Linked DNA regions of Triticum aestivum: region 2 is linked to region 1. The links are chromatin contacts, called in public Hi-C maps. All regions are on one chromosome and are shown on one strand. Each heading gives the region's core, a stretch centred on a gene start, on an enhancer-like site or on the middle of the called end of the contact. The rest is flanking DNA. Distances are from core to core; before and after follow the strand shown.

Region 1 (4,604 bases), core at 607-3,106:
TGGCCCACGCATCCCATTCTGTATGCCTATCTAGGTTACAATTGTCATTAAATGAGAATGAAGGGTAGATTGTTTAGAAGGGAGAGACGGAACAATGAAGAACATAACAGAGCATGTCTACTTCGAAAACACATCATAATTGCAAACACATAACTAACGCAAATCACCAAGTAGAAGTCTAGGGCCAAAAACCAATGAGAGAAAAGACCTTCTATTCACTTCAAAAGAGACATGTTTTATTTGATACAATAATTTCAACAGGTCACTACTTAGCGGCAAAGGGTGAAACTTTTCTCCACATTCCGATTAATCATCAGCCATCACTCCCTACTTCGGCTTTTATGTTCACGGTGGTGATGTTTGGACCTCCTGTTCTCCTCCTTTCTCTCTCGGTTGCTACTATTGTTCTTTTCTTCTTTTATGTGCTTGTGCTTCGAGGTGGATGGCTCCTCGTCTGAGTATTTAGATCTAAAAAATAGTGGCTTCTCTGGACCATAAACTCGGTGCTTCCGTTCTTCTTTCACTCGTGCATCCGGACTTACTGAATTATCTTTCACGCCGGATGGAGGCTTGAGGTATGGGCCAGGCTCATCCATTCTAGAACCAATGGCTCCTCGCCCGCGCTTCACCCTAACAAAGAAACTGCGTGTCTAGTGAAAATTGGAACAGATAGATGGCCTATGCATGTGCAAATACAAATGTATAGGCTAACTACATTTCTTATTAAAACAAGAACATTGTAAGATTATGATTTTGTGATTAGTCACATGTAAAGTACACACATGACATCATAGAAAGATCACATCTTCAATTAATATCAGATTATTTTTTTCTCAATATTTCATTTCTCCCAGTGTGTTGTTGATCAAAACCGTAACTGACCTTGATCGAAGAAACTCTTCGATTTCATCATCGCCTAGCCCATCCCCCCGGTCCGAATAAGAACTGCCTTGTGAATCCCTTGACGAAAATGATGCGCCATACGGTCTGTCTCGCTGGGTCTTAGAAACAGGGCTCTGGTCTCTTGAGTCGTTCTTCCGTTTCTGGGATCTCGAGTCAATTCGACCATTGGTTCTGGTTTTCATCTTCAATTCCAGCTCCAGCTCCTTCTCCCTGGCACGCCACATCTCATTAACTTCCACAACTCGATTTGCTGCAGACAAAAAGAGAAAATATATTTCAAAAAGAAAGTTCCAAACTGTATTTCTACCGGAAAATTCTCAACAAAGTAGATTCTTTCAAATGAACGTTTTTGGATGTGAGGGCTAGCAGAAACAAAACATTTTTTTTACTACAAGACATGTCATTTTGCACTATACTCGTAACTTCGTAGTAATTTTAATTAATCAATCATATTAGCTGGGCTTTGAGCATAACCAACAACTACTCCCTCCGTCCGGAAATACTTGTCATCAAAATGGATAAAAGGGGATGCTTAGTTGGCCAGTGAATCAATCATATTAGCGTCGAACAAAAAAGTAAGGAGCAACCAACCGACCTTGATGAACGCCAAGAACGGTGGCGGCAAGGAACCGCGAGTAGGGGCGGTGCCTCACATTAGGTTTCTGCAGATAGGCGTGCACCCCTTCCTTCTCCACCTGCATCCGCAGCCTCCGGGCCTCCTCGAGGAGCAACGCCGCAAGGCGATTCTCCGTCCCCAAATCCATCGCCCAGCCGCGAAGGAAAACGATTTCTGGAGAGGAGAGGAGAGCCTCGGCGACAGCGGCCGTGCACGCGTCGCCCGGCGGCGACGGACGGCGAGAAGCCCAGCCGCCGGGAGGATTTTGGACGCGTCTAGAAATTCCGGTGGCGGTTGGGGACAAGAGACCTCGATTGCTTCTTCTGTTTTGTGATCGATTCCACCGATTCCTGCTGGGCTTCCGCTTCCGTGTCCAGCTCGTGCTGGACCGTCGTAATTGCTGTTTTCTTGTATGGGCCTCCACTAGCCCATGTAACCGAGCCCACGCCTAGCATTTCCTAAGCCCGAGCGCCATGCTTCCGTTCCGGCAACGCAACCCACCGGAGGAATTCTCATCTGGAGGAGAAGGAAACTCGTCCGCCCCCAAATCGACGACGGGCACCAGATGCGGCCGCCGTCGCCGCCGCGGCCGCTGGCCTTCCCGACGCTAGACTCGCTCGCGGCGTACCTCCGGCCGCGCCTCCCGGGCCCGGCGCTCGCCTCCTGGGGATCCGCGCCGGGGACCAAGAACCTGCTCAACCTCTTCCTGGAGCTCTCCTGCGGCGACTGCACGCTCCTGCCCGCGGCCTCCTCCCCACCGGCCCTCGTCGTGCGCGCCGTCCACGTCGCCACCGTGCGCATCCGCAATCGCCGGGGCGCGCTCCTCGTGGAGACCCGCCAGCTGCTCTCCGACGGCACGCTCCGCCGCCGGGCCGCGCGGCCGCTCTCCGAGAAGATGCGCCCCGGGGAGACCCCCGAGGCCGCCGCGGCCCGCGCCGTCGTCGAGGAGCTCGGCGAGCGCGCCCGCGTCCGGATCGTGGGGGCGGTCCCGGAGCCGCGCGTGGAGGAGCGGGAGTCCGTCTCGTACCCAGGACTCCCCGCCAGGTACGTGCTGCACGCGGTGGACGCGGAGCTCGTGGAGGGCGTCCCGGAGGAGGGCGAGTTCGACACGGAGGAGGGCGGCGAGGGCGAGGGCCACGACGGCGGCGGCGCGGCCATCACCGTGAAGCGGCACTACTGGTCGTGGGTCGACGACGACGAGGCCCGCGGCGAGGCCGCCCCGGCCGCCGTCGCCGGTGCGCAGTAGAAATAAATATATGCTGTTATCATCTTGTGTTTGTGTTTGGGTAATTTATTTTTAACAATTCATCCGCTTGCCATATCATGTACTCTCGTTGAGTATGCTTCTTGCGCTCTGCTCTGCAGGACTGCAGTGTTCATAGTACGGCGGCCCTTTTTGCAACCCGCACAGTTCGTCACTCTCTCTCTCTCTCTCTCTCTGCGCCGCAGGGACGTCGAAGTGTTTCTTCCGCGCTCGGGTCTGTTTGTTTGAGCTTCGAGGCCAGATTCAGCTTGGCCGGTGAAGCCGAATCTGAAAGCTGAAACAATCTATTAACATTCAGGCTATTTTGAATGCAATTGTCCGAGACATCTTTGGGTGTCTGCGTACACAAGTTGCGCGGAAGGAATTTAGCCTGTTGGATTGCCTGCATTCATCGTCGGGTCTGCATTGCATGAAGTTTAGAACATCTCTGGGTCTGGTTCCCAGAGAATGCTCGATTTGGCAGTTTTTCACAAGCTAGGCCTGGGCTCGATGCTATCGAGCGCACGTGGGTGACTCTCCCCCGGTGCGGTTACGTGGGCTCCTTCATTCTGGGTACACCTCGTACGTGAGTTTGCACGTTTTCTACGGTAATCTCTTCTTAATTTCTTTCATCTTCTAATCCACAAAATAATGCTTGGATTTAAAAGATAAGGTCTACAGAAAGAAGATGCACATCGATGTTGATCAGTTCGTAGTTTCGTCTGCCATAAATGTTTATATTTGAAGCTATTTTGTACTCCCTCCGTTCGGAATTACTTGTCGAAGAAATCGATAAAAATGGATGTATCTGGCGAAGTTCGCCCGGGCCCTCCGCCTGCGATTGCTATGGCTTGCATGGACGCAACCCTCCTGCCCCTGGGTTGGCACCAGCTCTCCATGCGACGACGCCGATCGCGCCCTGTTCGCTGCCTGCATGGCCGTCACCGTCGGGGACGGCTCAACGAGTTCCTTCTGGCACTCTCCCTGGCTCAACGGCAGACAACTATGTCAGGCATACCCCGCAGTGTTTGCTCACTCCGCCCGCAAGAACAGATCCGTTCAAGAAGCCCTGCATCAAGACCGATGGGTACTCGACCTCCGCCATGGTGATCATGACAACATCATGCACACGGTGTTGCAGCTCGCCAGGGAGATCCGAAGCGCTGGCATCACGCTTCAAGCTGGCAGGGCTGACACCATCACCTGGACCTGAGGCAACTCCGGCAACTACTCCACGCGCTCCGCCTACGACGTTCAGTTTGAAGAGCGCCCGGCACTTGACTTCACAGCAACCATCTGGAAGGCCTGGGCTCCTGACAAGACGAAAGTCCTTCTCTGGCTGCTGCACTTAGATCGATTATGGTGCAACGATAGACTACAGAGACGCGGATGGATTAACAGCTACTTCTGCCAGCTATGCCTGCGCAATCTTGAGTCCTCGTCGCACCTGTTCTGGGAGTGCACCGTTGCCATTCAGTGCTAGAATGAGGTGGCAACCTGGCTAGGCTGCCACTCTTTCAGCCATTCCATCTGGAGCACGGGAAGGTCCACTGCCGAGAGGGTTCGTTTGATCATCGATGGAGCCAACCCAGGCATGAGGAAGGGCACCAGATCCCTGCTCACTTTGATGGTCTGGCAAATCTAGTTAGAGCGGAATGCGTGCACCTTTAGAGGGAAATCACCATGCGCCCGCAGCATCATAGCGGCCTGCCGCCGCGACATGGAGCAGTGGAGGATCGCCGGAGCCAAATGCATAGCGCACCCCTTCGGGGACGTGCCGTGAAAATAGCATAATCAGGCCCCTCTCGCCAGCTTACACTCTTGCTAGGCTGGCTATGTAAT
Region 2 (4,604 bases), core at 1,177-3,676, 210 kb after region 1:
TCCTTGTCGAAGCCCAAGCGTCGATGCAAATGAATCCAAGAGAGGTCCCCATTTAATTTAACACAAACCTCACCGATGTGACACATGTCATAATTCAATTAATCCATCGATGAGAGAAACCTAGCCTTTTGCATCACTTTCTCCAAGAAATCCCAATCCATCCTAATACCCTATCATAAGCCATAGATAAATCCAACTTGTATGCATAGAAAATCTTAGTTGAATCTCTCTTGCTTTATGTAATGAATGCACTCAAAGGCACCAAGGGCATTGTCAGTGATCAAACTACCTGGAACGAAAGCACTTTGCTCTGAGATAAGATCATCAAGTAAAGGCCTTGGTCTATTCACTAGACACTTGGAGATCACTTTATAAATTACATTACGTAAGCCGATGGGCTTGAAATCATATAATTTATTGTTTTTTTAGTGAGTACTATAGAAGTAGAGTTCACACCTTCAAGCGGAGGAGGTTTTTGTGGAAGTTCAACATCCTCTACAACATCATTCCGTTTTCCCACTACCACCTTGTCTGAGTATCAAACAAGACTTATCTAAATTATGTTTTCGCAAGCATGACGTTTTGTCACCCACCGCTTCTTTCGTACAATCTTAAATACATTACCCTTTTCTCTCCTTTTTTATTCCCCCCTCATATCTATGAATTATTTCATTAGTTTTACCTAAAAACACTTTAACTACCCCATCTTTTATTGATTACGAAATACAATCTTATTTATTTTTGGTAAGGCAATAAGGGTTTACCAAATCGGATAATTTACTTGGCAGGTAAATTATGAGCATGATTTTTTTTGGTAAATGCTTATTTGCACAACCAGGATAATATGAACAGGTAAATCATGGCTACCGTACAAAATAAAAGATACCAAATATGGAACTAATTAAAAAGTATTAACTATTGCATGCAGAGAAAATGCAATTAGAAGCATGCAGATAGATTACAAAAGGTTTTTCTAATTTACAATCGCCCAAGATTTCATCAATCCGTGAAAGATCTTCTTTTGCTAAACTTCAAGAAAAGGTAATACAACAGGGTGTTTTCCTTTATAGCTTACCAGTCTTGCTGCCTAGTAAAGTACAACAAGGTGAACTTTTAAAAATTGTATGAACATTTTAGTAAAGAGGAGACAATAATACATTTTGTGTACAGGATGAATAAATTCTTACAAGAAAGTGAACATTACTTTAGGCATATATGGATAGATTTGTAATCTGAACTTGGGGTTGGTTGATTCCCAAATTGCTCGAGATGTATATGTCTTCATTAAAGAAATGACAAAAGGGGAAGGCCCTCTCTAGAGAAGATTTTTACATTTCATTTTTGGACTATATTTAGAGTATTTTCCTATAGCACAATGATTTGGATAAAAAATTGCGAAACCAAATTCTTATTGTTATTTTGTTGGGAATTTCAATCTCTCATGAGACCATATTTTTTGGCATTTCCCCTATGTTTATAGAAACAAATACTCCTGCCATTTTCAGGTTTTGCACTTTTTAATTGCGTCAAACTTTTATTTTGTATGCTCATTATTCTATAGTAATTTTTGAGAAAGAGTGCCGACCATTCTCTGATCGAGGGCAATATAGGAAAAAACGCAACATGACACAAGCCCCATGACCACACAAACGATCATCTCGTCCTCCTTCTTCCGCTTTGCTATTTGCTTGTTGTACTATCTTGCTGCCGGGTATAGTACAACAAGGTGGACTTTTAAAAAACTGCATTAACATATTAGTAAAATCAACTGGCGAGACAATAACACATTTCGTATACTAGATGAACAAAGTCTTACAAGAAAGTGAACATTAATTTAAGCATCTATGGATAAATTTGTAAAACCAACTTGGGGTTGGCTAATTCTCAATTGACCGAGATGTATATGTTTTCATTGAAAAATATGACAAAAGGTGAAGGCCCTCTCTAGAGTATAAGATTTATATGTTTCTTTTGTAGGGAATATTTAGAGTACTTTTCTATGGCAGTGATTTGGATCAAACAATTGCGAAACCAAATTCTTATTGATTTTTTCGTTGGGAATTTGAATCTCTCGCGGGACCATATTTGTTTGCATTTCTCCTATTTTTATGGAAACAAATACTCCTGCCATTTTTCAGGTTTTGCACCCCCATCCCCTACTTGCAAAATTTACCTGGCTCAAATTTTATTTTATATTTTCAGTTCTCTTAAAAGGATCTCTGACCATTCTCTGACCCGGGGCAATACATGAAAAAACAAGATCCGAGAGTGCCAGAACGCAAAAAAAAAAAAAAAAACGAACCCACGAGGCCACGAGCCCCACGACCACAAAAACGATCATCTCCTCCCTCCCTCCGCTTCGCTATTTGCTTTTCATATAAGCCATAACTCGCCTCCTCCATTGCTCCTTTTCCAGCCTCCCGCTTCCTCCCGCCGTCGCTGTCCCCACCGGCCCCCCCCCCCCCCCCGCCCCCATCCATGGCCACTCGAAATCATGGCCCTACCCCGGCCTCCTCCCTCGCCACGCCCCTCCTCTCCGACTCCATCACGCCCACCACGCCCACCCGCGCCGCCAACGGCCACGCGCGGGGCCACGACGGCGACGACGACCTCTGCGCCGCCGCCTCGGTGTGCGACGGCGGAGGCGGCGGCGACCCGTTCGCGTTCCTCTCGGAGGACAGCCGCCCGCCGCGGCCGCCGGGCCCGTCCCCCGCCGACCCGTTCCGCAACAGGACGCCGTGGCTGGGCGGCCCTTACGGGTGGGCCAGGACGCTGCTGCTCGCGCCGGTCGCGACGGCGCGGCTCGTGCTCTTCGGGCTGGCCATCGCGATCGGGTACGCCGCCACGTGGGTGGCGCTGCGCGGCTGGACCGACTCGCGGGAGCGCCCGCGGGAGGGCGCCGGCCCCATGCCGGCCTGGCGCCGCCGGCTCATGTGGGTCACCCGGCTCTCTGCGCGCTGCATCCTCTTCTCCTTCGGGTCAGTGCCTCCGCCTCAGCAAGCGCCGCTAGCAGCAGCAGCTCTGCTCGGATTGGGTTTCGATCTGATCTGAACATTTGGCGCTCGATCGATGAGCCGCTGGGAAGCTTCGAATTTGTTTCACTAGATGATTAGGTTTCGGCGGCGAGGCGACACATGCCGAAGCTGCCGCGGATGGATGACGCGATCGGGAGAAGTTTGGTTGGTTTGCAGAATTTGGGGGGGATTTGCCTTGCGGCACGTGTGTGGGCAGCGATTTGTTTGGTGGGGGCGACGCCGACGCCGTATCATCTCGGAAGGTGAAGGACCGTGCGGGTGACTTTGTTTGTTACGACATGCACTTAATACGGCTGACCGACAGGAACGGGAGGGCCCGTCTGGTTAATATCACAGTTCACCGTAGGTTGGAAACTGATTCTTGCACGGTCCGTCTCCCTCTGGTTAGCTTTTGCTTGGGTTTGTAGATCACAACATTGCTGGTGATATGCCTCGACAATTTTTATATGAGGAGCTAGTTAGAGAGAGCTACCCAAGAATTAGAAGAGGACAATTATTTCAACAAAATTACCCCTGATAATTTTGTTACATCCTTGTTAATTGGGGACATGAACCAGGTGGTCTGTAATGTGTGTGACTGTGGATAATTCAAATGGGAATAATGTGTAGATAATTCAAATGATGATGATGTCCATGCTGGAAGCACATTTCATGGGTTCTGCTTGTGGGGCGTATGACCTTATGCCTTACACAACTGGCAATTGCTCAGTTGAACGTTTTGGATACAATTCGTTGAATGTTTCTAAAACGATGTCAAAGTGGTGACTGGTGAGGAACCTTGCTTACCAACCTTCCCTGAAATAAAATGAAAAGCTAACTGGCGAAAAATCATTTGTACAATGTGCTCTACTGCTTGTTTATACTTACTGGAGGGTTTCTGGTTTTGACCGCATACTTATCATATTTTCCCATCTTATATTGCTATTGAGTACTGTCTGATATTTGTTGGCCACTCGTTTGTACTCTCAGGTATCACTGGATCACACGAAAAGGAAGGCCTGCGCCTAGAGAGCTTGCACCTATAGTTGTTTCCAATCATGTATCATACATAGATCCCATATACTTCTTCTATGAATTGTTCCCAACCATTGTTTCATCGGATTCCCATGATGCCATACCATTTGTTGGAACAATCATAAGAGCAATGCAGGCATGTACCTTTACATTCTCCTCTTGAAGCATTTCAATTTGCAAGTTCCTTTCAAGTGTCAAACTTTATGACAATTTATACCTATCTTACAGGTTATATACGTTGATAGATTCTCGCCGGCTTCAAGGAAGTCAGCTGTGAATGAAATAAAGGTTAGGATGCTTCCCATCAGGCCTTGACCCCATAGTTGTTCTGCACTTCCTACTGTCGTCTAAAGTGCACGGTGTAACTGATTTTAAAAGTTGATTCCATGCAACTCATACTATAACATAAGACAAACAACTTTATTGTCTATTAGTTATTTTGTTCATATGGTACATTTTAGGATGTGCTTTCAGAGAAAGGCAGGTGGCAATAGCTTTCCGCGTGTCCTGTTGTTCCCTGAAGGCACTACAACCAATGGGAGATTTCTGATTTCA

The links. Hi-C and Micro-C count contacts between places; a contact is called where the count stands out from the background.
Region 2: a Hi-C map of leaf shows a contact between it and region 1, with 3 times the contacts expected there. The contact joins the promoter of LOC123159051 here to the promoter of LOC123159881 in region 1. A contact is called at or near these places in 4 of 5 Hi-C or Micro-C datasets (leaf, root and an unstated tissue).

What each region holds. Positions count from the first base shown.
Region 1 is chr7B:552,845,706-552,850,309 of IWGSC CS RefSeq v2.1, forward strand. It overlaps LOC123159881, which reads left to right and starts at 1,857. Exons shown (of 2, transcript XM_044577691.1): 1 at 1,857-2,754; 2 at 2,885-3,495. The coding sequence starts at 2,085. The coding sequence ends at 2,901. LOC123159882 (non-specific lipid transfer protein GPI-anchored 7) reads left to right here. Exons shown (of 3, transcript XM_044577692.1): 3 at 1-19.
Region 2 is chr7B:553,056,078-553,060,681 of IWGSC CS RefSeq v2.1, forward strand. It overlaps LOC123159051 (lysophospholipid acyltransferase LPEAT2), which reads left to right and starts at 2,427. Exons shown (of 13, transcript XM_044576852.1): 1 at 2,427-2,978; 2 at 4,005-4,185; 3 at 4,278-4,337; 4 at 4,524-4,604. The coding sequence starts at 2,479.